2 separate regions of the Mus musculus genome follow, and region 2 is linked to region 1. A link is a contact called in public Hi-C data. All regions are on one chromosome and are shown on one strand. Each heading gives the region's core, a stretch centred on a gene start, on an enhancer-like site or on the middle of the called end of the contact. The rest is flanking DNA. Distances are from core to core; before and after follow the strand shown.

Region 1 (4,496 bases), core at 551-3,050:
GCACTCGGAAGGTTGAGAGCCACTGAGACCTGGGCATATGTTGAGAGCCCCTCTTTGTGTTATAACAAGATCTATGTTAGAAGACCCTCTTTGAAACATAGGCTAATTCTTTTGGGGAGGAGCATTTATTTGTCTCACACTTCGACAACATAGTTTATCACCAAAGGAAGTCCAGGACAGGAACTCAAACCTGAAGACAGAAGATGAGGCAGATGACCCATGGAGGGGTGCTGCTTACTGGCTTCCTTATCATGGCTTCCTCAACCTGTGTCCTTCCTTCCTTCCTTCCTTCCTTCCTTCCTTCCTTCCTTCCTTCCTTCCTTTTCCTTTCTTTCTTTCTTCCTTTCTCTCTCTCTCTCTCTCTCTCTCTCTCTCTCTCTCTCTCTCTCTCTCTCTCTCTCTTTCTTTCTTCCTTCTCTCATATATTACATCTCAACCACAGTTTCCTTTCCTTCCCCTCCCCTTACATTTTACTCTTCCCTCATCCTTGCCTCACTTCTCCCCCAGATTCACCCCAACTCTGCCTCCTTTCAGAGAAGACCTCCCAGGAAACACGGCATAGTAAGATACAAAAACACCCAGCACATACCATCAAACCTGGACAAGGCAACCCAGTAGGAGGAGAAGGGTCCCACAAGTAGAATAGAGTCAGAGACAGCCCTATTTCCACTGTTAGGATTTCCACAAGAACACCAAGCTATCCAACCATAACATATATGCAGTGGACCTCGGTCAGATCCCTACACACTCTCTGATCTCTGCAAATTTCCATGAGTCTGGGTCAGCTAATTCTGTCAGCCATGTCCTCATGGTGTCCCTGACCCCTCTGGTTCCTCCCATCCTTCTCCCTCTCCTCTGAAGCACTCTTCACAATCAGCTTCATGTTTGGCTCTGGGACTCTGCATCTGCTCACATCCATTGCTGGATGAAGTCTCTCCGGTCTCTTTGATGACAGTCTTGTTAGGCTCCAGTCGCAGCACACTCTGCGGGCAGGACAGACTGTAGATCAAAGGTTTTTATGGCTGGGTTGGTGTCCCAACCCCTCCACTTGAGATCTTGTCTGGTTACATAAAATGGCTGGTTCAGGCCTCATGTTCCCCATCACTAGGGGTCTTTGTTAAGGTTACTCTTGTAGATTCCATGGAGTTTCCATGGTACCAACTTTACCCCTTGTCCCCTAAAGTCCCCCAATTCCACTCTCATTTCTCCCAGTATTTTCACTCTCTTCCCCCACACACCTGATCCCTCCTTCTCAACCCCACCCATCCCCACACCACGTGCAAAATCTATTTCCCCTTCTCGGGGAGATGTTTGTGCCCCGGCGCCACCCTTGGGTCTATGAACTGAAGCATGTTTGTCTTTACTTTACAGCTAATATCCACTTATAAACAAGCACATACCACCATGAGCTAGTTCTTCTGTGTTGTTGTTATGATCAGAGAAGGATTCTAAATTCTTGAGCAACAGGAAAATTCTAAACTATATCCATATAAGTCTAGCGAGACCTGGGTGTAGGGATATAATAGCTGGGAAGTCAAATGATTACCTGGCATGGGCAAAGCCCTGTGTTCTACTCCCAGCAACACAGAAATGTAATGGCAAACCAAACAAAAATGGTCCTCACTTCACGGCACAATCTGAAAAAGTAGACAGGATTTGATTTCCCAGTTTGCTTTCAAGTAAAGCGCTTAGAAAAACTCCATGGGAGTTTTAGCCAGTGCAGTGCTCTCACCTACTGCTCTTCCTCAGGCAGGCCTGCCTGGCAGAGCAAATTCGACCATCAACAGAAGCAAGAAATTCAAAACATTTCCCCAAACAGCAGAAGATGAGGAAGCAGGCCATGTTGACACAGCAACTAATTCCTTACAAATGCCAAGGAAACAAGGGGACTGCTGCGTTCTTTAACATTCCAGATCTGTGCATCATAGGACTGCAAATTTGTTTATTGCTGTGTTTTATTGCCTACAACCTAAAAGACCTGTAATTGATATGTTAAGGTCTGTGTGTGTTCTGTAATTATTGGCTTTAACTCCAGTTACCGATTAAAGATCTGCCTGCTGGGGCCTTAAGGAAACCCAGGGTAAGGAAATGACAAGGTCTGAGGACCTACTGAAGAATTGGCAGGAAACATTTCTATGTTGTTCTCAGCCAGAGTGGGAAGAAACAATAAACTAAGAACTATGAGTGATGAAACAGGAGGGAGAGGGGGAGGGGGAAGAGGGGGGGGAGAGGGAGGGTGAGGGGTTGATTTACTACAGCAAATTGGGCCCAAGGAAAGAATGTAAAAATACACGGAGCATTGGGGGGTTGGAGGGTTGTTTGGCTCTGTGCTTTAGAATATTTGCTGCTCTTGCAGAGGACCCAAGTTCTTAGTACCCACTAGGTGATTCACAACTATCCATAACTGCAGGTGATCTAACACCTTCCGTAGACATCCAGCAATTGCATGGTACACAGACATACCTTCAAGCAAAATATTTATAAACATAAAACTAAAATCAAATGTGGGCCAGTGAGATTGCTCCACAGATAAAAGCACTTGCAGTGCAGGCTGGGGAACTGAGTTTAATCTCTGGAATGCTGTTGGGACATTTCCTCACCTGTGTAAAGGTGTGTCTCTGTATTTTCAATTGTTAATTGTTGGGCCCTGCAGAGAGCACAGTGCTGGCAGGATCTTGGTATTTCTACTGTCATTTCTATAGACCATCACCAGCTTTCTATATGTAAATCCTTGTCCTTTATCCCCTGACCAAAAGTTGATTCTCTGAGGTTATCATATTAAAAAGAAAGGTGCTGCCATGAAGGTCAACCCAAAGAAATGGATCAGGAGTGGTCTTACTGCAGATTGGCTCAGACTGAAGTATGGAATTTTATAAAATAAAAAGCTGACTGCCTGAGGTAGGTCAGGAAGAACTGGAGCAGGACTTCTGGGCAGGCATAGATAGACGCTGGCAGACTCAGGGAGATGAGGAACGGGGTAGAAGAGAGATGGAAGGAATTAGAAGCAGGCAGCGAGAACCACATAGAGAGACGGCATGGCAGAGAAGTCAGGGTAAGTTAGTAGCTAGCGGAGACTACCCCCAGTAAAAGGCCAACAGCTTAAACTCTATAGATGCTTCTAGGTCTTAATTAAACCTCAAGTAGATGCACAACAGAACTCATGGGGAAAGGACAGATACAATGACCTGCATCTGTAATCCCTGAGCTCATGCTGTCAGGCAGGAGGCAGAAACAGGAGAGCTGACCTATAGCATCTCAGGCCAGGGAGCCAGGAGCACACCACCAGGGAGAAACAAGAAAGACCTTTCTCAACAAGGTTCAAGGTGAGAACTGACCTCTACACACATATGCTGTGGCATGCATATGCTCCGCACACAGGCATGTATTCATGCATGTGCATGTATATCCACACATATACACAAACACACACCCACAATTGTTTAACCTGCTTCTTCCAGGCATGTGGGATCACGAATCATTTGCATCACACTGAATAGGACTCGTTGTATGTGCCAGAATTCAAGGATGATACATGTAAAGTATGTGCCCCTATTAAGAGATTCAAGCTCACACTATGTCTTGCCAGAAGGAAGGAAAGGAGAGGAAAATGGAAAAAGAGAGATAAGGGAGAAAGAGAGGAAAAGGAGATTGGTTTTCATGCTAACTTCAACACCTCAGTAAGTATAAATTGGTTAATCGTCTTTTCATAGTGTAGTTAAAGCATTGATTTTCAGCTTAATTGTGCAAATTAAGTAAAAATAAGCATTTACTTAAAAAGCATGGTAATAGCTGAAAACATAGCAGCATAATAAGACTTGAAAAAGCAATGCTGGCCTGCTATTGGCTTTTGTCTTTAATGCTAGCATTACAAATTAATGTTACAAAATTGCAGAGGAACAAACCCTTGATTCTTTTTCTCTTCAAAATTCAATCTTCCAGGTTGTGTGGATTTAATTACAAGTGTGTTTAACCACAAAAACATTTACATTTATAGACCACAAACACCCTGCCAGGAAATATAATATAGAATAGATATTTAAAAGAAACTTCTTAAAACAGAATGCCCCAAGACAGAACATCATCCTTTGTAATTCTTCATGCGTGTATTTTTTAATTCTTCCTTGGCTTTAGGTGAGTCTTGGGTGAAAATACTGAGAAGGGGGTCACAGATCTGACCCTACGATCACCTACAGGCTTGGACCTTCAGATTTCCCATCTTCCATCAATAGACCTTTGCACAGGACCATTTTGCAACCCGTTGCACTCCTGCCTCTTGTATTGGTTGCTTTTCTTTTTATTATTACAAAAAAAGTAAATAAGCAACCTAAGGAAGAAAGGGTTTCTTTTTGGCTCATGGTTCAAATGGACAGTCTACCATGATGGAGTCAGGGCAACAGGAGCTTAAGACTCTGCTCACACTTCATCCTCTTTCAGGAAGCAGAGAGAGATGAACACTATCCAAGTTTGCACTTTCCTTTTTATTAAGTCTCATAGGC
Region 2 (4,496 bases), core at 851-3,350, 110 kb before region 1:
TAGAGAATGCATATATGGTTGGAGAAAAGATCAGTGGAAAAATGAAAGAAAACAATTTAAAAAGAAATAAAATTGAATGTTACATATGTACACACATTTTCTAGGATCAATGTCCCCTGGCCTGGTAAACACCTTGATAAACAAGACAGAGTTTTCTTATAGGATATATTTCATAGCTGTTAATATCATTCATTCAATAAATTTAGCCTTATATGCAACTCTGTATTCTGACCAGCTATAGGCCCATCCTCTGAGCTTCCTGTCTCAGTGGTACAAGTGATGTAAGTCAATATCATAGCTACTGACGGCTCTAAGTCTCTTGTGTGGTGGTGAACACTGTCATGCTAATACACTTTGAATGACTATGGAAGCAACCTTTGGTTGTGTTGTGAAGGAGTTTCTAGACTAGGATAATTCAGGCAGAGAGACCCACCCTAAATGTGGACTGCACTACTCCATGGTCTGGGGTCCTGGAATGAAGGAACAGAAGGGAGGCAGGGCAGATCACTCAGGTCTGTCTCTACAGATACCATGTGACCTGTGGCCTTGAGCTCTACTGTCACAGCTTCCAGTCATGGTAGACATGGTATTCTCACTGTGAGTAAACAACAAACAAACAAACAACGCTTCCTTCTTCAAGGAGCTTCTGTCAGATGTTTTGTCACAACAATGAGGAAGATGACTAATACACGTGGGGTCAGTTCCTATCATAGTTACTGTCTGCTCTAAGGCTCAGACATTTGAGGATCTGAAGTAGTGGAAAGGGCTACGTTTCTGCCTGTTAGTTACATTTGGGGATATGGTCCTAGGGAAAGGGAACTGACACCATCAGCTACGAAGGCTGAGGATCTGCAGGGAGTGAGAACTCGTTCAGCAGACCTAAGAGAGGCCCCAATTCTTACTGCAGGCGCATTTCCCCTGACAAGGAGCCAGGTAATGCAAGCCAGGGAAGGACCTCTGCCAGTCAGGACTGCACAGAACACATACTTGTTCTCTGCTACTCAGGCAGCCGGTATTAAGTCAGTACCCTGCATAAAATGGTCCTTATCACAGAAGAGTGGCATGTGCAGCAGAAACTGTACAGGGCAGCTGAGCAAATGCGCACCACCAAATACACAAGAAACCGATGTAAGACCTTTGTAAAATGCGTGACATGGCAACTGGCCTAGATGTCACCAAGATAACTTTTAAAAAATTCTTTTAACAATAAAATGTACTGTCCTGGGTGTGTGTGGGGGGAGGGGGTGGTAATAGGTTAGTGTTGAGTACTTGCCTGGCATGCATAAGACCCTGAGTTTGATCTCAGCACTGAAATAAACATGTTTCAAAAACTACTGTATAAATCTACTGCAACCATAATTGTGTAATAGAGGTTCTGGTTCAACAGGCTTGCTAAAACCAAGAAAGCAGTAGTACCCCCTAAGAAATGCTGTAAGAACCACCAAAGTGTTACTGCTTTATAAGATTTTAAATGCATGGACTCTAGAATTTTAAATGTACAAAGTCCATTAATTTATTAGTTCTTTAAAGACCAGATGAAGTCTTCATGACAATGTCAAGGGACAATGCTGTGCCCTGTGTTTGGACATCTACTTACACACTCCCAAACTGTACTACTGTGCATGCCTCGCTCACTCAGCACTGCTTACCAGGGATGCTCCCCTGGTCCACCTCTTTTCCTATCTTTATCTTAGCCACACACATGGCAATAGGCGAATCATTGAGTAGATCAATTACCAGCCCTGACACGATTATAAAATTCTAAAATCCCTGTGGTTCCAATTATTTTTATTAAACAAGCCTTCCCATACTCCTTTCAAACAAAGCCTTTATATTAGCTCTTACTTTTTCTGATGTCTGATAAAATAGCATAAAAGTACTGGGATGAGAAGAGTTAGGCTTAATTCTGTATAACCCCACAATTTTCACTTCACTTCAGAAATACATTTATATTATGAATTTGAATTGAATAGTGAATTCCACTTCTATTTTTCTGGACAAATAATAGCATAGATTATAGCCAACAGAAATACCCAGTGAGCAAACTATTTCATAAATGATCCAGCAGATGGGGCTAACGGCACAGACTAGGCCAGTCTGGTCAACCCTACTGGTGTCCGAGGAGACACTGTAAGGCTGAGGTATACACTGACAGCTACAACAGCTATGACAGAAAGCCTTACACAGGCAACTGTCACGCTGTAGAATGCTTTCTTGTCTCCCTTCGCTCTCACATTTGAGATCAGCTCACTGAAGCAAAAGAGAAAAAAGGCTGACAAAAATAGTTATCTGGTGAATAGTAAAGAAGGAGGGCTTCGAGTAAACCAACAGCTCTTCCAGTCACGGTTCTGCTCTGCTGTCAGCCGGCCTGCCTCACCTGCCAAAGGAGTGTCACAGCAGAGGCTCCATCGCGCCTGCTGTGAAACGCTCCCTAGGCCTGCCCTATGCTTTCTCATTTGTGCAGATTACATGGAAGCCCTTCAGTGGCTCCTCACTGCCTTCAGCTTACATGCAAACTTCTCTGCAAACTTCCCCTGCCTTGTTGAAAAACAAACAAACAAGCAATTTAACAGTAATAAAATGACCAGTTCTAATTTTTCTTTTTTTAAAGATTTATTTTCATTTTTTATGTGAATGTATGTTTTGCCTATGTATGTATGTATGTATGTATGTATGTATGTATGTATGTATGCCTTAACATCAAATGCGCGTGGAGCCCACAGAAGTCAGAGAGAGCACCAGATCCCGTGGAACTGAAGTTATGTACAGGCAGTTGTAAATTGCCATGTGGGTGCTGGGAACCAAACTTAGGTCCTCTGGAAAACACAGTAAGTATCCTTAGCCACTGAGCCACCTCTCCAGCACCCTTGCCTCCACACCGGACCCCACCCCCTGGCTAACCTGCCTCCTGTTGCTTTCCTTTGCTTCCCCCAGTTTCCTGTGTCCGTGTGGACTGATCCCTTGCCCTCCCCTGGGCCTGCTAAGAACTTAGGAACTGCCCTCTACACCTTCCATTCTCTTAACTCTATCCTCTCAACCAACTCACACCCAGTTACCAGAATTTGTGGAGAAAGGTATTTTGTAATTAATTTAAATGATTTTTATTTGTGTGAGCTCACACACATGTGCCTGCACAGCTAATGGGAATCACAGTCCTACAGGAAAGCAGATCTCCTAGAGGAGAGAGAATGCTTAACTGAATATCCCTACTAGCGATCTAAGCTTCTTTAAAGATGTCCAGGTTAAAATTTCATTTTTCCTCTCTGTTGTACGCTTTGTTGCTGTTGTTATTTTTATCTCAAATATAAAATCCAATTGTTTTTCACTAAGCATTTAGTATACTTAACAATTTGGAGCCTCCATTTTTTAAACATAAATTCCACTCCTGGTTGGCTCTGTTCAGTTCCTCCTATCACCAGACATCCTTGTAAAGACTGTATTTCCAAATTCTACCTATAGTTCAGGATCTACTCACATATCTAAGTGGCCTGGTTGCCCACAAGAGCCCATGAATACAACACAAAATATATACAACATTTTACAAACATAAATTTTACAGTAGTGCACTTTAAAAAAGGAGATAGCATATATTACCATGACAAGAGGGTGGGGGGTGAGAGGGGAGGAAAGAGAGACAGGGGCAGAGACAAAATATTGGGGGAAAGAGGCAAGGTGCTGGTCCTCTGTGTGTAGGAACACAATGTTCGCTTTCCTTTACAGAAAGGATATGCCAGTGTTGTATAAAATTTGCTACCTTGTTATTTATACCTTTCATTTTAATCAACATGATACCTTATTTGACCATACAGTATTATTAATTAAGGCTATATTTAATTGGCCTGATTTTAATCATTAAGCATTCCTGTAAATTAGAAAGCTGACAAAAATATAGCACTAAGAGCTTGACCATAGTAATGCACTTGCATTTCCCAGAGTTGGCTTATAACCAGCCTCTCTCCAAAGGTACTCTCAAATGAAGGCTTCAAAGGCCTTAAAAAGCTAATACCATAAGATTCGCCCACATTATTTCACTGAGTTTTTAATGTGTGTGTATATATACATATGTGTGTATATATTTATAGCTCATCTCATGATTTTTGTCATAAAACAATCTAATTTTTAAAAAGGAACATTAAAGGGGTAATTTAATAGAATATAATACTTCACAGATATTAACTTCCCTTGCTCATTAGGCAAGGGAATTATTTCCTGAGCTTTATCCCATACAACAGTTTACAATACCTTAAGGTCTTGCCTCGTGGCTAGAAGTTCAGACTCTTTGCCATAGAGGTCGGACTGCAGCTGTTTCAGGTCCGCCTGGCACTTCTCGTAGTTGCTCTGCAGCGCTGACAGTTTTCCTTTCTCTGCTGCAAGCTCCTGGGCTGCCTGTGATGACTGCTGCTGCAGCTTATTCTCCAGCACTGTCTAAAACATCAGTAGTTTTTTAAAGGAGAATGCAAATAAGAAGTCAGTCAAATATAAGATGAAACTTATAC

What was found. Hi-C and Micro-C count contacts between places; a contact is called where the count stands out from the background.
Region 2: a Hi-C map of bone marrow-derived macrophages shows a contact between it and region 1, with 35 read pairs. The contact joins two enhancer-like sites. A contact is called at or near these places in 1 of 39 promoter capture datasets (embryonic stem cells), 2 of 15 datasets of contacts at CTCF or cohesin (CD8 T cells and the NIH/3T3 cell line), 67 of 484 Hi-C or Micro-C datasets (B cells, the C10 cell line, CD8 T cells and 36 more), 4 of 115 datasets of contacts at active chromatin or transcription factors (embryonic fibroblasts, embryonic stem cells and extraembryonic endoderm stem cells) and 1 of 9 other capture datasets (embryonic stem cells).

The regions. Positions count from the first base shown.
Region 1 is chr10:95,916,350-95,920,845 of GRCm38.p6, reverse strand. No RefSeq gene overlaps it. Among named protein-coding and RNA genes, the nearest start is that of Gm24433, 20 kb to the right of the region's middle. Within about 2 kb of position 1,800, at least 16 of the 459 cell types and tissues checked have an H3K27ac peak or open chromatin away from gene starts, as enhancers often do. A contact at or near this core is called in bone marrow-derived macrophages, where this site is marked.
Region 2 is chr10:96,031,440-96,035,935 of GRCm38.p6, reverse strand. It overlaps Eea1 (early endosome antigen 1), which reads right to left. Exons shown (of 29, transcript NM_001001932.3): 22 at 4,243-4,425. Among named protein-coding and RNA genes, the nearest start is that of Eea1, 93 kb to the right of the region's middle. Within about 2 kb of position 2,100, at least 14 of the 459 cell types and tissues checked have an H3K27ac peak or open chromatin away from gene starts, as enhancers often do. A contact at or near this core is called in bone marrow-derived macrophages, where this site is marked.